Linked DNA regions of Mus musculus: regions 1, 2 and 3 are each linked to region 4. A link is a contact called in public Hi-C and promoter capture Hi-C data. All regions are on one chromosome and are shown on one strand. The core of a region is the stretch at or near the end of the contact, and the rest is flanking DNA. Distances in the headings are between cores, read along the strand shown.

Region 1 (2,880 bases), core at 297-2,796, 390 kb after region 4:
CTGTTTTTTGGAGTACAGAATCTTATCAGTTGAACATGGATTCTTTTTCAGTCACAGACACATCAAATGTTCTGAGAACAAGATTGTTCTGGACAGTTGGCACTTTCCGTGATTTCCCCGTGGAAACTGCCCTCTCAGTCCACCAGGATCAGGTAGCAGAGCTAGTAGCTGCAGTCGAGAGCCTCATGGCTCCTTAAAGTTGACACACAAAAGAGCAGTGTCCTAATGTTGGAACTCTTGCTAAACAGTTTTCAAGGAGGCACAACTAAGGCTTTTTTTTTTTTAACTACCTCATAATCTTCTGTGCTGAAGTAGCAGCCTGCCTCGTTGGTGCATCCGGGCTATGAGAGGAAGACCCAGAGGTGGACTCATTTACGCTGGTGCCAGAAATACGGAAGGTATTCATTCTAATGCTGATTTACTATTTTCAAGAATAACGCCCAGAAGTGTCCTGAGACATGGTGGTGGTGGTGGCGGCGGCGGCGTTGTTTTAGCTCTTAAACACATGCAGTAATCCGATCTGACATTGTTATTCCCAGGGAAATGGAAGCAAGCAGAGGGTTCAAGGGCACCCAGAAAAGCCTTTGGCTGTTGTGAGGGCTAATGGGGGAGTAAGCGTGTAGTCAGAGTGGTGTGGCGGAGGGGTGTGGCGGCCTCAGTGCTGACCGAGAGTGAGTTATTTTGTGAACTCCTCGTTAAAGCCATGTGGAGTGTTCTCTGGGAACCACTCGAGATACTCTTCCAACACAGCCAGATCCCTTTGCTGTGTCCCTGCAACTCTGGGCCTAAGCTTCGCTGAGTGGGTGGAGTTTGGACCAAACTGTTGGCACAGGACCATCTCATTGCCAGCAAACAACTGCACATGCGTGGGAAGCGTGGACGGCACAGATGGAGTCTCCTGAACACCAGGATTGTCGATGGGTTTTGTTGATTTGTTTTTTTGGCAGTTAATGCCAGTTTTGGTTTCCCTAGAGTGTATGTTTAAACTGTTGGTTTCCCCTCTCTCTCTCTGATGTGTGGATGTTGTTATATATTAACTTAATGCCAGGCAGCAGCACAGACTTCCAAAACATACTGGTGGATTTTGTGTTCAGAGCAGGACAAAGTTCAAATCCCTGTTAATTTCATGGTCTGGACTCCCCAGCCTAGCGATTGGCCCACAAATGAAGCCATACCTACTGTAGTCGGCATCATGAAGAACCTAAAGTGTAGAATGGTCCCAGCTTGTTGCTGGCTTGTTTTGTTTTGTTGAAATGTTCAAGACAGGAATTTTCTCTGTGTAGCCCTGGCTGTCCTGGATCTCACTCTGTAGATCAGGCTGGCTTCAAATTCAGCGATCCGTCTTCCTTTTCTTCTGCCTCCAGAGTCCTGGAGTTAAAGGTGTGTGCCACCATTGCCCGCCTTTAGTCCCAGTTTGTTGCTTTTAAATAATATTGTTCATTAGTTATGTTCAGGGAAGTCAGATAGGAGAATGGATCTGGAGTGAGTATTGTTCTGAGTCTAGAGTCCACTGGCCGACCTAGAAGACCACCCCTGCTTGGCTATTTCGGTGCCCGAGCAGATGCCATGGTCATCTGTGAAGGTCGCTGAAGTCATCCAGAGCAGGACCCAGATAAGCCTGCGGTTTCTGTTGTGCTTCTCCGGGGGACCTGCTTCAGAAGTGTGTTTATTGCCAGTTTGGGATCCCTCCACCTCGTGGGTTTTCGGAGAAGCCTTTTCCTAATAACTCTGACGCGCAACCCTGAAACCCTTGTGGAGCTGAGCAGATGACACTTTTGCCACCAAAGGCCTTGCAGTAAATGCTTTGTTCCTGCGCAGGAAAGACACCCAGGGACGTTTATTGCTGGCTGTATGGAAGGTTTTCTTCACGAAGGATTTTATTTATTAGCAAAATACTGCTGTGAGCATGATTCTTAAGGGCCGGTAATTTAGATTCTGCTGGCTCAAGGCTGTAATTTTTTTTTTCTAAAGCTATCTGGAGATCCATTCACTAAGAAATAAGCTTTTGCTGAAAATTAGGGATTGAGGCTTGAAAGAGCTGAATGAAGTTATGACTTTTGTATTACCCCTGGAAGTAATTGCTCCTTTAACTCAAAATCCATTAGTAGCCTGGTATAAGTTTTTTGACATCATGATTATTAATGTCTTTTAACAAGGTCTCATTTCAGTAACCTTAAGCAAATCACTGATTTTAATATAACAGGCATGGTATTTTAGAAATCAAAGGATACATTTATTGAAGGTATCCAACTGCTTTGATTTAACTTAGAATATATATGCATAAGTAAGAGTTCTCTTTCATGACCCATGTATTAGTCAGAGTTCCCCACCAAAACTAGTCTGTAGGTTGTATGCGTGTGGGCAGATAGTGTGTATCCTTATCTGGGATTTTTAAAGTGTTGGAATATTTTCATAAACATGAGATAGGCTGTGGAGAGGGAACTCAAGTCAGAACACAGTTCAGTTATATTTGAAAGATACAACATTTGGCCCCAAGGAAATGCCATATAAGCATTTTAATAATTTGGCCTATGATGCAAGTCTGTGATGCAGAATCCTTACCCGAGCTGTGTATTAGCTTCTCCATTATCCCAATAAAAACGACTGAGGCAGACTACTTGCAAAGAAAAAGGAATTTAGTTAGCTGACAGTTTGGGAGGCTGGAGGTCCAGACAGCATAGGGCCTCTGGTGAGGAGTCATGGGCTGATTCACCTCATCAGTGGATTGCAGTGAGGGAAGCCAGGGAGACTGGGTGGGGCCAGGCCCAGACTTTTGTAACATCTCTGTCAAGAGAACTGGTCAGGCTCTGGTAAAGGGTAGCTTAAGCCAGTAGTTCTCACCCAGTTGGTGGAATCTCCTCTGGGGTCAAATGACCCACT
Region 2 (2,700 bases), core at 183-2,682, 270 kb after region 4:
GAGGATGGCTCAGACCCAGCAATGATCATTCAGGGGCCGCTGTCCCTGAGTGAAGCCAGCAGCCAAGACAGAAGAAAAGAGCCCAGCTGGTGTCCAGCCAGAACAGCACCAGGGCACAAGGTGGCAGCTGCCAGGGCTCAGCCTTGGGCAAGAATCCAGAAAAGATGAAGTCATTTTCTGACCTGTGTCCCAGCCAGGAGTTTGAATGCAAAAAGGGTTATCGGTGAACTTTCTGAATGTCTTCTGAGGCTTGCTTTCAGCTCAGAGGCAGAGCTCTGGCACAGTATGGGCAATGGCAGCCAGTGTGTCATGGGACACTGCCTTATAGACAGCTGCAGTCATTACACAACACTCAGGTACTAAGACGGGGGCAAGTTTGAACTATTTCCCTATCACAAAACGCCTACCTTATTCTCCAAAATGTGCTGTTTTCTGTCTTTTGTGCTAAAGCACAAAGACTGTGTTACCGTTGTGTGTGTGTATGTGTGTGTGTTGTTTTTTTATCTCTAGGACATCCTTACCTGAGTATGTGTTGTGAGCTAAGCCAGGTTGTAGACCCCCATCAGTCTCATCTCCAGCCTTTCCCTACTGTGTGGACAAAGCTATGGATTCTCAAGAAAGCTGCTGGGGGAGCCCTCCTGAGACTTCAGACACCTGTATCTATTTTTCTTCACGGGGGGGGGGGGGGGGGAAGTGGGGTGTGTGTGTGTGCAGAGTCTGCTTGACCTGCCAAGAAGATGTGAAACTAACAAAGAAGTTTCCCATGGGGGGGGGGGGAGTGTTGTGAGGGGGGGCAGGCAGCCAGCAGAGGGCAGCTGTTCCAGCCACGCCACCTCAGCCTCACTACCTGCACCTCTAGGGTCTCTGCCTAAGGATGCTTCCCTCTTACCTCATGTTTAGGGGTTCTGGAGTGACAGCCACGATGGCATGGGGGCGGGGGCGGGGGGAGAGGGGCAAGGCACTTGAGTGCACACATGCATAATCTGGATTCAGGGATGAGGTCATATTCCCAGTGTGAGGGAATTCCCAGTGTGAGGGTTGGGAGAAGAAAATGGCTTTGTTACAATTCTGCTAGACTCCTCACTGGCCCAGGACAGTGCGGTTGTCTAGAGAATGTTCCTCATTGACAGCCCAATGAGAGTGGAGCCCAGAAAACTCCCCAGATGAGGTCATATGAGAGACTTGATGGGGGTGGGCGGTTTGGGGGAAGGGGAGGAAAGACTGGCAGAAATTAAAGATATCTGAGCTGACATTAAAGACATCAAGAGCTGGGGTGGAAGATTCTCCTGGGACCTGGAGGACACAGTGGGGGTCCTGGGGGGACAGTTGAGACAGAGGTATGCAGGCTTGGGGACTCATAGGCCCTCTGTATGAGGTTTGTTTTTCTGTCCTCCACTCTGGCCCACTGGCAGCTCCGCCCACCTATCTTTCCCACTGTGCTCTTTCTCAGCCTTCCTGTTCTTCATGGCAGGGAGGAGTCGGTTGGCCTCAGGCTGAGATCAGCTTTCTCTACTCACCCATCCACCGTGGGCCTCTGGGGTCGGTCGCTCAGACTTCTGCTATTAATGCAGCACCAAATGGAGGAACCGGAGACAAAGCCTGGGTCTGCAGGCTCCCCCGCTCCGACTCCAAGGGGTTCACACTGATATTATAATAGTTACTTCCTAATATTTAAATTCCGAATGGCCAACACTTACATTCAAGGTCACTGCTAATGAAACAGCAATCTGTATGCAAATATGTATTGTTGTCTGTGTATTTATGCGTACTCTCCACCCCTTTAATCCATCATAGGAGATATCATGTTATAGTTATTGATTAGGAATTCCTCCAGATCATCTCTTCCTGCTTCCCCACCTCTCACTGAACACCAACCTGGAAAAAAAAAAAAGGAAAATGCAAAGTGGGGCTGCTTTAAGAGCTGTCTAGGCACAATACAATGCACTAACCTTCCGTGTAAAGGACATTTTACAGGCAGCACCTGAACACTGCATTCCTTATCATTGCACCGGATGCTGTCTTCTTCTGGCCAGGAAGGTCCATCCTTTGTCCAGTCTCCCCTCTTCCGCTATGGCGCCTTGTCTCCTCATGGCTCTGCTCACCTCATTATTTATAAGATACATCTCCTGTTTTCCATAGAAGACTGCTCCACGGAATTTCCTGTAGGGCTGTTTTGGGACTAAGAAGCTCAGCTTTGGTTATTTCCCCTCCACCTTGCATGAGGCTATAGTTGGCAATTCTCATTAAATCTCACCCTCTCCTGATGCTCTTAGGGTCTCTCTAGTCCTTTAGCATTTTATTGTGGGTCTGTAAGACCTGTGTGTATCTCCAGCTCAGTTACTGCCTCTGTGACATCGTTACTTTAGATATAAAGCACCAAGCGCTTAGCTAGCAACAATGTTTCTGATTTCTTCCATTTTTTAATCACAAAATTTAGACAAAGGTCTTAGAAGAAATTTACTTGCCTGGAGTTTCAAAGCCAGTCCTAACTCAGAATCACAATTGACAGAAGCTAAGCGATAGTGTTGAGAAACACCATTGCTTCAGATACGAACACCTTGTGAATATGGTCCATGGAGGCTGTCTCTCTACCATTTAAAACTTGGGTCCTTAGCCTCGACTCCCTGAATGTCAGTATTCAGACAGAAGAGGACTTTGGGATTTAAGACCCAGCATCACCTAGCAGGGGTGTGAAATCTG
Region 3 (2,700 bases), core at 23-2,522, 370 kb after region 4:
CCACAGCTTGGTTCCCAGGACCCACATTGAGAGGCCCCCAATCGCTTATAACTCCAGCTCCAGGAGGTGTGATTCCTTTCTTTGCCTTCACAGGCAGGAACACACAAATGGAGTACACTCACTCACACAGACACGCATGCACATAGAAACAAAATAAGAGTTGGAGTAGAATTGAGGGTGAATGTGATCAAAATAGGTTGTGTGAAATTCTCAAACAAATGCATTACTCTATTAAAATAATCTAAAAGTTAATTTAAACTTTTTTATTGGTGCATTACACGTTCTTTTGTCTAAGACAGTGATTGTTCTTTGGTTAAGAAGCTTCTAATATTTAGAATAATCATGCTGGCATATTGTTGCCATTCAAAGGAATCGTCTCAGCAAACCACAAGTTTTAAAAGAATGCACTTGCCTTATGAATTCCTCAGAAATAACCACAGCACATTTTGGAAGGGTTGTGTGTGTGTGTCACAGATCCTGGCATTGAAGAGCTGCTTCCCCTCTGTGGTCTCAGTTGAGCCAAGTTAGGAAAGTAGGAGTTCTTTGAGAGTTCATAGTCCAGGCTCTGGGAAAACAGAAGGTCAAAGCATCTTAAAGCTGAGTTTCCATGGACTTAAAAGGAGAACCCGCACAGAGAATAGCCCTGAGCCTGAACGGAGAAGAGTCCAATAGGAGGAGGTGGGACAGTGGGCGTCAGGCGGTCACCCAGGCAACGCAGCAGCTCACCGGGGCGGAGGCAGCATGTTGGCCGGTAGGGAGCAAGAAAGAGTCCGTGTATGGTGCCAGTGTGTGAGTGGCTGCGGTGATCCGCAGTGGGACTCGGAGGTGTGGGACAGAGTCCGGGTCTTACTAGGGAGTAATCCTTTGAGAAGATGAAACGAGAAAGAGGAGTTGCTAGAGAAGGTTAGTAGGGCGGAGGCATGACTTGGAGTGAGTGAGTGGCACGAAGGCATAACCTGGAGGTGGAGCGGGTGGAGGTAGTGAGAGGCGGGGAATGAAGTGAGGTAGGTTGAGAGAGTCCTCTGAGACCAAGGGCGTGGTCTGGCCTGGGGACTTGAACCGAACGGTTTGGGGTTGGTCGAAGGAAAAAAAATTCTCTAGCGGGTAGAGGCAAGGAAGATGAGCTGGGGGCGTGGCTCCTTGAAGAGGAGGCTGGACCAGCAAGGAGGGCTGCGAGGACCCCAGGAGCGGGTTCGGGGGCGTGGCTTCAGGGGAGCGGTGTGGAGGCGTGGCTTCGGGAGCGGGCTGGGGGCGTGGCCCGTGGGAGGAGGCGGCTGAGCGCGGGAGGGCGGAATCAGCGCTGCTCTTTCTTGGAGGCCACGGCGCGCAGAGCCTGGCGAGCTCGCGGCTGCATCCCTGCTGGAGCCGGCTGGGCAGCAGGACCTCTTGGACACGCTGGCTTTGGAGCTTCGGTGGAGTGGGGACCGTCGAGGTGAGGCTACCCAGAGAGGCGCAAGGCTCTGCGGGGCGCGGGCTCTCGGGTGGGTATCGCGGAGGAACTGAGCGCCTCTGTGACCCAAGGGTGCCCCGCTGCCAGCTCCTGCTTGTGGCTCGTGGGACGGACTGGGACTGCTCACCTGTTGCGCCACCGTGAGCGCTCCGCCTGCTAGCGGCTGCTCTGGGCTAGCCCGGCAGCGCCCCCCGGGGAGGGCGCGGTGTGCTGTTCTTGCCGGTGCCTTTCCCCCCGGGACGTCAGGGATTACCCTGAAACTCTATCTACCCGCGCTCCCTGCTTGCTGGGCGGGCTGCGGGGTTGCGCCAGGACGACGGACAAAGGTTGGCCGCCACTGGCCCCTTGAATGCTTCCTTCCTCGGAGGGCGTGACCTGTGCATGGAGGGGATTGGGGTTGCGTTTTAAATTGGAGCACTCAGATTAGAAAGCAAGTTTCTCCTTCTGGGACGCAGCCTAAAAGACTTGGGGACTTTATCGTTACTTGTATAGAGAGTGAGTTGGCAGAATTGGGTTGGCTCCATATCTGTTCGGGATATGGGGAATTGCTATACTGGCTAGACTCTGGGATGGGACGACTGCCGCAGGAGAGGAATTCAGGTGGCTTGTGCTGGCGGACCCCACTTCTTAACAGCAAAGTTGCAGAGTCGGAGCAAATTTCTTCCCCGAGTGAAAGAAGACAAAAAAATCCCAACAGCAAACACAAGCGAGCCAAGCTACTATAGTTGCTGCCCAGCATGGGATCATGGCATTGATAAGTAGAATAGTTATTTGAATTTATTCACTGCTGGTTACCAAGGCTTCTTAGAGCCGTATCTCTCCCTCCCCCACTATTTTTTTCAGGCCCCTTCCACCCCATTTCTGTTGTCTAGTGTTTTCTAAATTCTCCAGACCTTCTAGGTTTTTGCCCATCTTTTTTGATCCCACTTTTAAAGCACAGAAATTTCACCCTGTTTGCTTTTTTTCCCCTCACTCTTGTTTTCTTTTTTTTTTTTTTACCTTTCCTAGCAAATGCTCCCTTTCCCTGCTATTCATCGCCCCCTTTCAAACTTCCTCACCGCATTGTTCTCTTGGTACGGGTTAATTATGCACCCCCACCGAGTGGGGCTGAACCTTGTTCTCTGCCCCTCCCCCACCCTCTAGAGCCTTTGGGGAGGTTGCTTTCTATCCAGCGTTTTAATTATTTTTCACTCACCTCCTTGGCCCCCAACTTGCCGCCCCACCCCCACCCGTTTCGTGAGCCTTTCCTT
Region 4 (2,700 bases), core at 46-2,545:
AATATGAAAAGTTTTGCTTTCTGTAATCAAACTGCTCTTTCTATAAGAGTAGCAATGTTTGTACAAACTGTAAAGACACCACAATTCATAACACATAGTAGATGAAATCTGATCTGAGGCAGTTACTGTCATGAACACAGCAAAGTACAGTTGTAGAGATTTGAGACCCAAAGCTTATTCCAGAAGCAAAGCCAGAGATAGGCTGCGTTTTTAATCAAGTTTTGGTCAGCTCCTGGTCCCCAGGGTTGCCATGAACAGTTTAAAAGTGTTGGTTTAATTGAAAGGTCTTTTGCAGGAGGCAGCCAGAGAAGCAAGGAGAGAGCACACCAGCTACCCGTTAGGAAGGCAAACTGCCCATCCCAGCCATTTTTGTTTATTTACAAAAGACAAAGATCAGAAAAGTTTCTAATAAGAATTTAACAGATGGGCTGTTGAAATGGCTTAGTGTGTAACAGCACTGACCACTCTTCCAAAGGACTTGAGTTCAAATCCCAGCAACCACATGGTGGCTCACAACCATCCATAATGAGATCTGATGTCTTCTTCTGATGTGTCTGAAGACAACTGCAGTGTACTTATTTATAACAATAATTAAATCTTTGGGCCAGAGCGAGCAGAGGTCCCTAAATTCAATTCCCAACAACCACATAAAGGCTCACAACCATCTGTACAGCTACAGTGTACTCACATACAAAAAAAAAAAAAAAAAAAAAAAACAACAAAAAAAAAAAACTTAAACAAAAAGAACTTAACAGATAAGCCATCTTTCCAACCCTGAGCAATATCTTTCAAATTAAAAAAAGACATTCATGTAGCATCTTAAATTAAAGTGCAGCCTTATCTATAAGCCTGTAAGAGTAATATCCTGCCCCTTGGTAACAAAGACCATACAAAATGTACTCAAACTTAATACTGATAATCATAATAGAATTTAATAGTTCATTACAGGAGCCCAGTGCTCCATGAGTTTCTAAATGTAATTTAACCTGGAATTTAGAGGTATCCAGTCTCGCACTCACTGGAAAATTCCTTTTGGTCAGGAAAAGGAATATCTTTAAACCTAGAAAAAGCTTCTAGTCCCTCTTGCTGATCCTTGTCTAGCTGAACATGTGGGTTAGCTTGGTTGGCCGGGGCAATACCAGTCCTCCATCAGAGAGGGCGCTGTACAACAGGCCATGCATGTGGCCCAGCTAGCATACGCTCTCTATGGGCGACACTCAGCCGGCTGTCAGGATCCCCTCTGAAGCTAAGATTTGCGGAAGTGTTTCTAGGCGACAGAGCTCTCAGATGACGCCTGCGCAGTGCCACCGGCGGCGGGGGTGGCTGACGCTGCCGGGTTGAGGGAGTTCCTGCGGGTGGCTGTCACCGCCCCGTTTCTCTCCCGATGGTGCTCTCCTGAGGCCAGCTGCCTGCGGGCGTCGCCCCGGGATGGAGCACATCCGGACAACCAAGGTAGTCGGCGGGAGATCCTCGCAGCTGCCGGGGTCCATTGGGCAGAGGCGGACGGGCAGTTTGGGGGTGCGGGGCCTCCGTTGAGGGCCGGCAGTTTGGGGGTGCGGAGGCCGTGTGGACAGCGCAGGCGCCTTGGCAGGAGGTGCTTGGGGAGTCGGCAAACGGTGGCCGCCCAGCGAGCTTTGCTCTTTTGGACAAGACTGGGGCTGCTTTTTACTTTGGGGGATTTCGGCCGATCGCCGCCTGGCTCGCCCCCAGGCTGGTGGGTCCAGTTATCCATCAGTGCTGTGCTGTTCTTGAACCAGTCTTGCTCTGGTTTAAGTGCCCCGCCCGCTCTTTTCCGCGGTGCAAATATTAGCGCATCCGAGGCCACTCACTTTTCTAGTTCTCCAGACACTTAGAGTTGATACTTCTGTGCTTCCAACTTTAGGCATTGTCTTAAGTGTAGGGAGCCAACTTGACAGCAGTTATGCAGAAGGGGAAAGAAAGGCTGTGTCATATTGTAAAAGGTCCATGGAACTTTCCTATAACTGAGCTTGTTTGTCAAGTCCGTGCTTAATTTTTCTGTGTGAGAAGAATTCAGAGAATGGCCAAACTTCAGCCTCAGAAAGGGCCAAAACAGAAATGGAGATCAAAGGGCGTGAATGACCTTTTAAGATGAGGAAAAACACCTCTCTGGGCTTTGCCAGAGCCTTAACTGTCACTTACTGTCTGTCCTAAAGGTCTTAAAGTTACAGGTCATTTGGGAATAAACTGCATTTTTTTCTTCATTATTCTTTAAAACGCTTCACAGTCCTTGATGTTATGGATAACATAACATGAATTTTTGTTAGGATTTATTTTGGAGTTTGCCTATACTATTTGTAGGAAATGTGGAGGTGCTCCTCTTCCAAAATTTTGGTTTTTTTGAGACAAGGTTTCTCTGTGTAGCTCTGGCTGTCCTGGAACTTGCACTGTAGACTAGGCTGGCCTTGAATTTACAGAGAGCTATCCTCCTTTGATTCCAAGTGCAGGGATTAAAGGTGTGCACCACCACTGCTTGGCAGATTTTATTTATTTATTTAAAGAGAAGGAACGTTTAAGTTGCTGACATTTAAAATTTGAAAATGGGAGGATGATTCGATGTACAGCAGAGGGTGCTAAGGCAGGGAAGAGAATGAGAGTGAGCATGGGAGCCCTTCTTGTCCCTGTCACAGGGCCCTAACAGCTGTCGGCTCAGAAACTGCCTTCTACTCTGAACCTCATTGC

Evidence for each region. Promoter capture Hi-C pulls out the DNA fragments that hold promoters and counts their contacts. Hi-C and Micro-C count contacts between places; a contact is called where the count stands out from the background.
Region 1: a promoter capture Hi-C map of liver shows a contact between it and region 4, with 2.7 times the contacts expected there. The contact joins the enhancer-like site here to the promoter of Mtmr6 in region 4. A contact is called at or near these places in 3 of 39 promoter capture datasets (hippocampal neurons, liver and maxillary cranial neural crest), 2 of 115 datasets of contacts at active chromatin or transcription factors (astrocytes and embryonic stem cells) and 2 of 9 other capture datasets (adipose tissue and liver).
Region 2: a contact with region 4 is called in a Hi-C map of muscle stem cells, with 2.5 times the contacts expected there. The contact joins the enhancer-like site here to the promoter of Mtmr6 in region 4. A contact is called at or near these places in 10 of 39 promoter capture datasets (the 3T3-L1 cell line, HPC-7-derived erythroid cells, cranial neural crest and 6 more), 4 of 484 Hi-C or Micro-C datasets (the HPC-7 cell line, Sertoli cells, muscle stem cells and 1 more), 12 of 115 datasets of contacts at active chromatin or transcription factors (T-cell acute lymphoblastic leukemia, astrocytes, bone marrow-derived dendritic cells and 8 more) and 2 of 9 other capture datasets (embryonic stem cells and macrophages).
Region 3: a contact with region 4 is called in a promoter capture Hi-C map of neural stem cells. The contact joins the promoter of Spata13 here to the promoter of Mtmr6 in region 4. A contact is called at or near these places in 1 of 39 promoter capture datasets (neural stem cells), 5 of 484 Hi-C or Micro-C datasets (CD8 T cells, adipose-derived mesenchymal stem cells, embryonic stem cells and 1 more), 1 of 115 datasets of contacts at active chromatin or transcription factors (astrocytes) and 2 of 9 other capture datasets (adipose tissue and liver).

What each region holds. Positions count from the first base shown.
Region 1 is chr14:60,655,350-60,658,229 of GRCm38.p6, forward strand. All of the region lies in intron 1 of Spata13 (spermatogenesis associated 13), which reads left to right. Among named protein-coding and RNA genes, the nearest start is that of Spata13, 22 kb to the left of the region's middle. Within about 2 kb of position 1,547, at least 71 of the 459 cell types and tissues checked have an H3K27ac peak or open chromatin away from gene starts, as enhancers often do. A contact at or near this core is called in adipose tissue, embryonic stem cells and liver, where this site is marked.
Region 2 is chr14:60,529,114-60,531,813 of GRCm38.p6, forward strand. It overlaps a transcript of Spata13 not described here. Among named protein-coding and RNA genes, the nearest start is that of Gm41166, 93 kb to the right of the region's middle. Within about 2 kb of position 1,433, at least 76 of the 459 cell types and tissues checked have an H3K27ac peak or open chromatin away from gene starts, as enhancers often do. A contact at or near this core is called in embryonic forebrain, muscle stem cells, neural progenitor cells and 1 more, where this site is marked.
Region 3 is chr14:60,633,433-60,636,132 of GRCm38.p6, forward strand. Spata13 (spermatogenesis associated 13) reads left to right here and starts at 1,273. Exons shown (of 13, transcript NM_001033272.2): 1 at 1,273-1,432.
Region 4 is chr14:60,263,910-60,266,609 of GRCm38.p6, forward strand. It overlaps Mtmr6 (myotubularin related protein 6), which reads left to right and starts at 1,296. Exons shown (of 14, transcript NM_144843.4): 1 at 1,296-1,452. The coding sequence starts at 1,429.